3 separate regions of the Ovis aries genome follow, and regions 2 and 3 are each linked to region 1. The links are chromatin contacts, called in public Hi-C maps. All regions are on one chromosome and are shown on one strand. Each heading gives the region's core, a stretch centred on a gene start, on an enhancer-like site or on the middle of the called end of the contact. The rest is flanking DNA. Distances are from core to core; before and after follow the strand shown.

Evidence for each region. Hi-C and Micro-C count contacts between places; a contact is called where the count stands out from the background.
Region 2: a contact with region 1 is called in a Hi-C map of hypothalamus, with 8 times the contacts expected there. The contact joins the promoter of STK17A here to the promoter of LOC101118606 in region 1. A contact is called at or near these places in 15 of 16 Hi-C or Micro-C datasets (blood, hypothalamus, liver and 7 more).
Region 3: a Hi-C map of skin fibroblasts shows a contact between it and region 1, with 1.9 times the contacts expected there. The contact joins the promoter of GCK here to the promoter of LOC101118606 in region 1. A contact is called at or near these places in 2 of 16 Hi-C or Micro-C datasets (blood and skin fibroblasts).

Annotation. Positions count from the first base shown.
Region 1 is chr4:79,021,974-79,025,238 of ARS-UI_Ramb_v3.0, reverse strand. It overlaps LOC101118606 (cytochrome c oxidase assembly factor 1 homolog), which reads right to left and starts at 1,459. Exons shown (of 6, transcript XM_060414798.1): 1 at 1,360-1,459.
Region 2 is chr4:79,168,207-79,171,545 of ARS-UI_Ramb_v3.0, reverse strand. It overlaps STK17A (serine/threonine kinase 17a), which reads left to right and starts at 1,536. Exons shown (of 7, transcript XM_027968745.2): 1 at 1,536-1,874. The coding sequence starts at 1,669.
Region 3 is chr4:78,787,174-78,790,831 of ARS-UI_Ramb_v3.0, reverse strand. It overlaps GCK (glucokinase), which reads right to left and starts at 1,707. Exons shown (of 10, transcript NM_001287471.1): 1 at 1,373-1,707. The coding sequence starts at 1,417.

The DNA of each region.
Region 1 (3,265 bases), core at 210-2,709:
GATAACCAAAACAACTGAAATACCCATCAACAGGACCAATGGATAAATAACTGGTGGTATATCCACACAGTGAAACAATATTCAGCAATAAAAAGAAATGAAGTACTGATACACTTCAACACGTTAAGCGAAAGAAGACCACATGGTTTATAATTTTATCAGCCTATTCTAGAATTGTCCAGAATTGACAAATATATTTATATATTCAGCAGATTAGTACTTCCTTAGAGCTAAAAGTGGGGTAAGGAGGAACTCAAGGGAGACTGCTAATGGGTACAAGGTGTCTTTAAAAATGGTTTAAAACTGTGGTTGTCGGATGTACAACTTTGTGAACGCACTAAAAAGCAATGTGTGTTTTAAAATTCCATGGTGTGTGAACTATATCTCAATCAAGCTGTTATTTTTCAAAAGGACTGCAGGTTGGGCTTTTTCTCCCCAATTTTAACTCCATTTTCCCCTCAGTTCCTAAAACAGTGTCTGGCAATAACCACGAATTCACTAAATTCTGACTGAATGGAAAAGTAAATTTGCAAACGTGGGTAAACCATTATAATTAGCCAAAGAGATGAAATTACTGCAGGATGGCATGACAGGGGCATAGAGCATGTATGTGTAGGTGTGTTTCCCATGAACAGGAGATGAGACTGAAAAATTCAGCAGAAACAAGACTTTGAAGTGTCTTCAATCCAGCCAAAGGAATTTGTACTATCCTGAATCAAATGGGAAGGCCAGTAAGGTTTTAAGTAGAGGATTAACAGTCAGATCTGTGTTTTAAATGTGTAAGTTCAAGTAGAGAGTTGCTTATATCCAAAGGTGAAGGTGAGCAATGCCCCTCAGGTAAGAATAAAGAGGAATAAGGGGAAGAGGCCAGGAAAAGCAGCAAAATATAATACTTGTGCGTTTTTTGAATTACAGCCCTTTCCACACACGCACAGACTGACAAACATGCATACGCACGCTTATACGAACACCCGAAAATCACTTAAACGCTGAAAATCACTTCTATGGTCAGCCCCCTTATGGAGCTCAGCTGTGATAGAAACGAATGATCAGGACCACCGAGCCACAGTAATCTTTTATACAATCATCTAGGCAGGGTCTCTCTCAAACTGTTGTAACCTGGGACCACCGACAAAGTGCAGTTCCACCTCTTCACAAATGTGCTCCTGGAAATGCTCACCAAGGACCACGGGGCAAGGTCACGATTAGCCCACCAGGGGTCACCCAATCAGGCAGCTCCAGGAGGTGGCGACCCAGCAAGGAGGTGGCCCCTGACGTGCTGCCCTAGCAACAGTCCGCCCCTCGCGCAAAAGCGGTCTCCAGAACGACGGGAACAAATGCTTCTGGAGTAGGACTGACCCGACTCTTTTTTCCCGCGTGGACGCTAACCTGTTAGGCGTAGAAACACCTAGCCGCAGAGAGCATGACGGCCCCTTCCGGAAGTGGAGCGTGTGGGAGTGGGTGGGGCAAACGCCGGCGGGTGGACACGCCCCGCGGGGAGCAGTCGAGACTTCCGACGTCATCTCCTCTAGGGGCTAGAGCAGTCAGGTTTGAATGAATGATTTCATATCAGGGCGCCAAAGCGACGGCATCTCAGGCTGAAATTGGTTCCGCTCCCCGGCTTCTCAGAAGCTTGTCGAGCGCGAGTAGGGCATTTGTGTTCTCAAAGCTCAGCTTTCTGTTTTGTGCACGCCATTAGCCCCCAACATACTGTCAGTCCATCAGCGGTTGCCTAGAAAATTTAAAACCACTGGTTCCTATTGCTCCTCGCAGGGATCTGGCGCTTCGATTCACCTCCAAGGATGCGAAACCACGAGCCATCTGAGCATCGCTCTGGCATTGAAGTCCATCTTGCCGATTCGACTGAGGAACTTAACGCTAATTTCTTTTATTCATTAAATATTTATTAAATTCTTACTGTGCTCCAGGGAATGGATTGTTAAGAAAAAATGTAATGCATTAGTACTAGTAATTACTTAATAAAGCGATCAGACTCGTCTGGCAGTATGTAAGTGTTCAATAAATGCTAGTTATTATTATTTTCATCTTGATTATTCCACTGTCATCATCGCTACTATTAACGTCACCCTTTACTTTAATGACAAGCTTGAAGTTCAAGTGTTACCTACCACCCAGGCCCTTGGATTCTTTAATCAAAAGAAACTGATAGAGGCCAGAGAGAAACAGAGCAAACCATACGGAAAAGAGAATTAGTAAGCTCGAAGACAGAAACCTAGAAATGATACAAATAGAAGAGAAAATTAATATTAAAAAGAGAGAAGAAAAAAAGAAAATGGGGACATTTTGACACAGCTACTTTGAGAAAACAATTGAGCAGGCCATTACATCGTATCATAAAAGTTAAGTGTAAACTAGACAATATTTACCTCAAAGATTAATAAAATTAGCATTAGGTAGGTTGGAATGAGGAGAAGGCAATGGCACCCCACTCCAGTACTCTTGCCTGGAAAATCCTATGGACGGAGGAGCCTGGAAGGCTGCAGTCGATGGGGTCGCTAAGAGTCGGACACCACTGAGCGATTTCACTTTCACCTTTCACTTTCATGCACTGGAGAAGGAAATTGCAACCCACTCCAGTGTTCATGCCTGGAGAATCCCAGGGACGGGGGAGCCTGGTGGGCTACCGTCTATGGGGTCGCACAGAGTTGCACATGACTGAAGTGACTTAGCAGCAGCAAGTTAGAATGAATGTCTTTTCTTACTTATCTTACATACTGTCATCATGAAATTGAGTCCTGACTAGTTTGTTTACAAGAAATTTTACAGTAAAACTTTCAGTTTTAAACCTGGAAAATTCCTTTGTAATCTTTACCAAAATATCATCTTTAATCCAAAGTCTATGCTTCCTCTATATGTTTTTTTAATGGGAAATTGCATGGATCTACTATAGTTTTATATATAAAACTTGTATCTGTTATAAAAAATTGTACCTGCTCAAATATGTTGGTTGTTGAAAATGGGGACATTTTATAATGATAACGAGGTTAGATCATCAAGAAAATTTAACAATTCTAAACTTGTATGCTTTTGAACTGTGGTGTTGGAGAAGACTCTTGAGAGTCCCTTGGACTGTAAGGAGATCCAACCAGTCCATCCTGAAGGAAATCAGTCCTGAATATTCATTGGAAGGACTGATGTTGAAGCTGAAACTCCAATACTTTGGCCACCTGATGAGAAAAACTGACCCATTGGAAAAGACCCTAGTGCTGGGAAAGATTGAAGGCAGGAGGAGAAGGGGACGACA
Region 2 (3,339 bases), core at 287-2,786, 150 kb before region 1:
GTATGAAATATTGTAGAGATAATGTTGACCTTGGATGATGGTGTTTTCCTCCAGAGGGGATTTTCTATTGCGTTTTGAAGCTGTTCTTCAGTCCTTGAGAGAGCTTGTCTATTTCCCTTTACCAGTACTCCTAAGATGTAGCACTTTGGGGTGCCAACTACAAGTCTAGAGTGTCTACCAGCTCCTTCTTCTTAGCAGATCCCTAAACTCCAGTTTTTTGTCTCTCCAGCCTGATGAGACACCTAAAAGCCCTGCTTATTTTCTCACCCTTTCAGTCATTGCTTTGGAATTATCAAATGCTTCATGGGAAAGGGGTGCCATTCTGGGATGCCCTTCTTGTCTGGATCTCAGTGATTCAAGTTCTTGCTGCTTTTGAAACTCTCTGATGTTTCAAGTAGAGGACTATCTGATTTGGAAAAATTTGCCAACTTTCTCAGTGAGAGTATTGATCACACATAGACTAACTCATCATTGCCAGAAGCAAAACTCTGAGGAATGACATGATCTAATTTAGATTTTTTAAAAGATCACTCTGGTGGCCTCAAAAATAAGTGATGTGGAATTGAGGAGGAAGAGGGATGGTAGCAGATAGCCTAGTTAGGGAGCTATCACAATAATCCAGACAAAAGAGAATGGTAGTTGTGGTCATGGGGAAATGGAGAGGAGTGATCAGATTCTGGATATGTTTTGAAGGTAAAGCCAAGAGGATTTCTTACAAAATGGATGAGGGGTATGAGAGAAAGAGAGGAGTCAATGTTGACCCCAAGGTCTTTGGCTTGAACCACTGGAAGGATGGAAATAGCATTTACTGAGGTGGGGAAACTTGGTGGGACTGAATTTATGAAGGATGATCAGGAGATGACTTCTGCTGGTTAAATTTGAAATGCTAATTTGTTATCCAACTGGTGATGCCAAGTGTATACTTCAATATATGAGTGTGAAGTTCAGAGAATGGTTGGAAACTAGAGATAAAAATTTTGTAGTCGTGAGCATACGGATGTAATTAAAACCTCAAGACCGGATGAGAGCACCTTGAAAGTTAAATATAGAGAAGACTGTAGGGCTGGTATGCGGGTTTAAAAATATTTATCCATCTCTTGCCTTCATGTCCTCCTCTCAGTGTGGGAATGTACCAGATGCCCCAGGCAACTTCCACGTGCTGTACAGCAGCCCTGATCAGCCCTGATCATCACCTCTCCTGACCCGCCCAAGGGAAGGGATCGTGAAGCTCTGGCTGGTAGCTCCTACGCATTTTCATTAATGTAGGGCTCAGATTTGCAACACTCAGATGCTTAGCAGGTGCGTAACTGGCTGACGCAGCGGGTCCTCCAGTCAGAAGGGTGGTGCTGTGAGTCGCCTGCAGATTGTCGGGGCCGGCTGCCGGGCCCCCCGCCAGGCTGCACCTTCTCCCCCTCAGCTGCAGAGGGCGCGCGCGAGGCACGCGGCCCTCAGGAACCCACTGGAGCTCCCCGGGGGGCAGGGGAGAGGCGGGGCCGGACGTGGGGCGGAGCCAGGCGGCCTGGAGGCAGCCGGCCGCAGTCTGTGCGCAGCTCCGGGCAGAGCGGGTGGCATCCTCGCGCCGGCTCGGGGCAGCTGGAGGCGGGGCCGTTACCCGCCGGGAGCTCCGAGCGAGCCGGGTGGCAGGCAAGAAAAGCACGCCCGAGCGCCATGATTCCTCTCGAGAAGCCGGGCAGCGGCGGCTCTTCCCCGGCCGCCGCCTCCGGCTCGGGTCGGGCTGGCCGGGGTCTGGGCACGCCGCGCCGGCCGCCGCCCCCGACCCAGGCCCGCGGGCTGCTGACGGAGATCCGCACCGCTGTGCGCACCGAGCCCTTTCAGGACGCCTACACCCTGACCCCGGGCCGGGAGTTGGGCAGGTGAGGCCGGCGGGCGCGCGCAGATAAGTGCGGGAGGCCGGCCGGCGCGGGGGCAGATAGCGCGTCGGGACCGGGTACAGACGTGGGTGCGGGCGGCGATTAGGGCGGCGGGGCCCCCCGGCCACGAGTCCACGCGCGGCTTCCTCCAAAGCCGTGGTAGCGGCCATGAGAAAGGCTGCCGCCAGAAGCTAGACCCCTTCCTCTTTTTGCTGTGGGCGTTTCAGCCTCTGTGGTCCCCTGTACGGTAACTTAACGAGGTGGCGTGGGAACCACGCTGCAAATCTTTCCCCGCGGCAGCGAGTCTGAAGTCAGCACAGGTGTGGAGTCAGCTTTGGTCTTGCCTGCGAACTTGTGGGTTCCTGCTTCTCTCTCTGTGGCTGTGATAGAGGAGCGCAGAACCCCGAGCGTAACAGCTTCTTGCGCACCAGCCCTGGGCCAGTTTCCGTCAACCGCTTTCTGCTGACTTCAGTTGCGATTTCTTGGGTTTGTGCTGTTTGCGTTCTGAAATATTTAGGTCCGTGTGCTTTAAGTTCAGATCGGTTTCACTTGTGGACTCTGGGCCCTTCCTTGTCTGACTCTTTCTACGCAGTGATACAGCCCTTGCCTTTTCTTCCCCATCTCGTTGTTGTTTTGTAGGGGTAGGGAGAGCTTAGAATTTGGTCTGTTTTTAAAATCGCAAAAGGTGAAGGCTGTTGGGATACTTTACGTCTTGTACGTTGAAGAGGGGTCACAGTGTGATAGGTTTTGTTGTTTAGTCGTAAATCATGTCCGACTCTTTTGTGACCCCATGGACTGTAGCCCACCAGGCTCCTCTTGTCCATGAGATTTCCCAGGCAAGAAAAGTGGAGTGGGGTATTGCCATTTCCTTCTGCAGGGGATCTTCCCGACCAGGGATTGAACCAGCATCTCCGTGCAAGCGGATTTTCCTTTCTTTCTTTCTTTTTTATTGCTGACCGACGGGGGAACAGTAGAGGTTTGGGGACCGACTTTTTCTCTGAGAACAGTTTGAAGAAATTGTCAGAAGCACTGGCTTTGGGGTCAGACCCGAGCTCAGATCCCCACTCTGCTTGCTCTGTGTGCCTTTGGACGGTGACTTAGTCTCCCCAGCTTCACGTTTCCCACCCATAATATCAATATAGTGACAGTACCTCCCTCATGGGGGTGTTGAGAAGGTGCAGGGGCTGTATAGGCCAAACCACTGGTCCTGGCACACAGCATTTGATAAGTGTTAGCAGGTGCTGCAGACATCTATCAAGTTGGCAAAATCTCACCATGTAATGGGGAATGGGCCTGACAGTTATAACAGTCTTCATTTGAGGGTCTTGGAAAAAAGTCTTATAACAGTGATTACAACGTTAAAAACAAGCCGCCTTACGAATATTACGGTAACCTTTAGAAATCGTTTTTTGGCAAAGAAACTGACCTTAAAAGTGTCTTATTTATTCCACATGGGAAAAGGAAAAAC
Region 3 (3,658 bases), core at 458-2,957, 230 kb after region 1:
GGGACAGACAGGAGGGGTGTGCACATCGCCAGCAGCCCCCACCTCCCTCATCTGGCCCTGGCAGCTTGCTGACTGGCGCTGTAAGGGCAGCCAGCACAGGCCTGAGACAAGCGAACAAATCAGCAGTACTTGGGCCCTCTTTCTTTGGAAAGTCAGCATTTTGCTCATCAGAATTTTTTGCACTGATTTTTGATTCTTTAAAATTTGCATTAAAATATTTATCTTGATGATTGATGTTTCTTGTGCCCCCTTAAAGCATGGGCCAGAGGAGGGACCTCCCTCTCCTCTTGGCCCTGACAAGGCTGTCAGTGACCCACATCCCCCCACCACTCTGGAGCACCCCAACGCATGTGGGGTTTACCATGGGGAGCATTGTGTCCCTGAGACAAATAAGAAAGGGGCATGGGCCTGCCCCTGTCTGATGTGGTGGACTCCCCAGAGCAGGCCACATGCCCCACCTCTCACTGCCACCATGCCAACTCTCTGCTCGTGCTGAAGACCCCATCTCCCTTCTCTCCAGCTGGCCCCCTGGCCCCTCCACACAGGATTTCTCATCCAAACTCCGGCCAGAGCCCCAGTGACCAGCAGATACAGGCTTCCCGCTGCCTGCAGCTTGTGGGCGCCCTGACCCGGGCTGGTTGTTTTTCTCCTAACATCATTAGCTCTGCCAGGAGCAGAACCAGTCCAGTGTTTATGCTGACCTCGTCATTTCACAGAAGAAGGAAAAGAAAAGACATGTGAGGGGGAAACCATGCCAAAGGCACTGGATCCGGGCCCTCTCCCCCATTTCCCCCGCCCCGCCTGGCTGAGGGGAGCAGGCGGGCGCTCCCCTCCGCCCTGTCACCAGTTCTGGATCCTTTCCTCACTGCTTGGGCACAGAGCTGGCTCACAGGATGTCTGGATTTTTCTTTGTTTTGGAAAAAGTAACTGCTCTCCACTTCTTACCAGGAGCAACGGTTCTTAGGCTTAAGTGATTCTTGTGGGGAGGTATGGACATCTGAGAGCTCTCACGATGTCTGTTGAGTCTTGCTAGGTAGTTGGTTCTGCCACTAAGACCCCACATCCCCCCACCCCCCCTCCCCAGCTGGGGTTTTAAATTCACCAGACCCTCTACCCAACAGGGTTCACTTCCCAGGCCTCCTGGCAGTGGTGACTCCCAGGTCACAGGGCTGGACTCTAGAGCAGCAGGAAGAGGACTCAGCATGCCCAACCCAGTCAATGCCCCACAATTCACTCCCAGCAGATTGTCCCTAAAGCGCCTGCGCATACACTCAGCTACGGAGGCACAAACACTTGGTCAAGTTAAACAAACCACTGACTGCGAGAAGATGGAAGAAATTCTTCTAGAAAACTGAATGTGGCAGAGAGCTACCTTTTCCTTCTTGGCGATCTCCATCCTGGCTCTGTCATCCAGCATTTGTACCGCAGCCAGCCCAGGGGAGCTGGGACCCCTCAGCGTTCCTCGACAGGCTTCCAAGGCAGAAATATGCCCAGCCTTCTCCCAACCAAGGGTCACGGCTGGCCCAGGTATCTGGTTGAGTATGGTCCACCTTCTGGCTGGTTTCCGGCTTGATGTTCAATCACAGAGTTTCCTCCTTTTCATTGTTCTCCAGCTTTCTCTCCTGGGTCACAGTCGGGATCTTTCCCCACTGAGGCCTTGTCAGGCTAGGTATGGTCGGGAGAGGGCCATTGCTGGGCTCCCAGGGCTGGTCAGCTTTCCCTTCGGGCTGTGCTGAGCTGTGACGGCGCGGTGCTCTCTAAACAGACTCAGCAGAAAAGGTCCTCCTTCCTCCGGTGTCTGGGGGACAGCCTTTGAGTCATGAGGTTGCAGACGACTGTGCGTCCCTCGCACACCAACCTGCTTCCCCGAGGCTCAGTCACCGCCCAACACTTCCTGCTCCGACCAGGTGTGGAGTGGGGAATTCTCCTGCCAGGGCGTCCTGCGCTCCTGCGAGGGCCCACGCTGCCATGGCAACCGGGAGCAGGCCTCTGTGCTCAGGCCCTCCGGCCTCTGCAGGGCTGACCGTCCTGTCATTAGAGCTGCCATGCAGAAAACCGGGGCTGATGGCAAAAGGCCTCCATCTCGACATCACCATAGCGACAGCCCGATCGCCTTATCGCTGCAGGCTTTGCCACCTGTCCAGTTCCCAGGGGAGACTCAGAGGGTCTTCCACACTCATGTCCTAAGGGGGAGAGGCCCCCAGGGCCTGGGGACCAGAGGGGAGGGGACGAGTGGCTTAGCCACTGGCATGGCCACACGTGCTCAGACCACTCTCAAGCTTAGTCACTGCCTTCCCTGACTACCATCTGGAAATCTGAGCTCCACTAGCATCCAGCAGAGGGAGCAAGGAGGAGTGGCCAGGGAGAACTCTCCAGATGGATCCACTGGAACATCTTTAAGCCACTTTTGTACTGATGGTCATCTGGGCAGTTTCAGTTTTTCTCCATTGCAAATCTTGGTCTTTTACCAGAGTCAACACATGCATGTGATTTTTCTGGATGGTTCCTAGAGGCTGAATTGCTAGGTCAGATGCTGGGCACATTTTAGGATTGCTCGCAGAGGACTACATTACCCCCTCAAATGGCTTCACAATTAATCTTTCCAGTCATTGGGAGTTTGGTTCCATGCTGGCCAATCCATGAGCTGATGAATCTTTATAACTTTTACTTATCTGTTATGTTTCATTATCATTTGAATTGCAAAGTGCTGGACACCTTTTCATATGTTTACAGTTATCTGTATTTCTTTTTCTAAGGATGATTTGTTTTTATTACTTAACTATTTTGTTATTAAATTGTCTTCTACTTTTCAGTTTGTATTAACTAGTTTTATATTCCATCCATAGTTACTAATAATCCTTTGTTTGTTAAATATGCTATAATACCTGTCCCCCATTTATTGCTAAGCATATGGCTTGATCACTGATGTCTTTCATCACATAATATTTATTTTTTATGAATTTCATTCTTTGCTTTCTTTTGTGAAGCTCTTGTCTTATTAAGAAAAGCATTTTCCACCCAAATTAGAAAAATGTTGTTCCACGTTTCCTTCTAATATTTTCCCAATTTGTTAATGTTCAGCATTTTTTGTCCCTCTAATTAATGCATAATTTGAGGGTAGGAGTCTAATGAGTTTGAGCAGGCTCCAGGAGTTGGTGATGGACAGGGAAGGCTGGTGTGCTGCAGTCTGTGGGGTTGCAAAGAGTCAGACGTGACTGAGAGACTGAACTGAACTGAATTGAACTGAGGAGTCTAATACTCATTGGCTATCCTTTTCCCACTGACTTGTGTTGTTGACTGCACCACAATTCTCACCACAGAGAATTGTATTTCTCTGTAGTGAGGGAATGGTTCAGCTCCAGTCACCCTGCAGGTGTACACATAGGCTAAGTCTGAAGCACAGCTAACCTAAGCACTTTGTGGTGTTCCAGGAAGTGAAGCTGGACTTGGGAGGAGCCATGCCGAGGCCACCTCACGAGGCTCTCCTCTCCATCTGCTCAGGAAGCATCCAGTAGGGTTTCCCCTCCTCTCTGATTCTGAGATGTGAGGCTTTCTGCCCCAGCCCCTCAGCATGTAGCGGCCATCTTGATTGGGCTCCCAGCCAGAGATAATGCCTTGGGGTGACTTGAGGAGCAGGTGTCCTGCCTCTTTGGTTGAG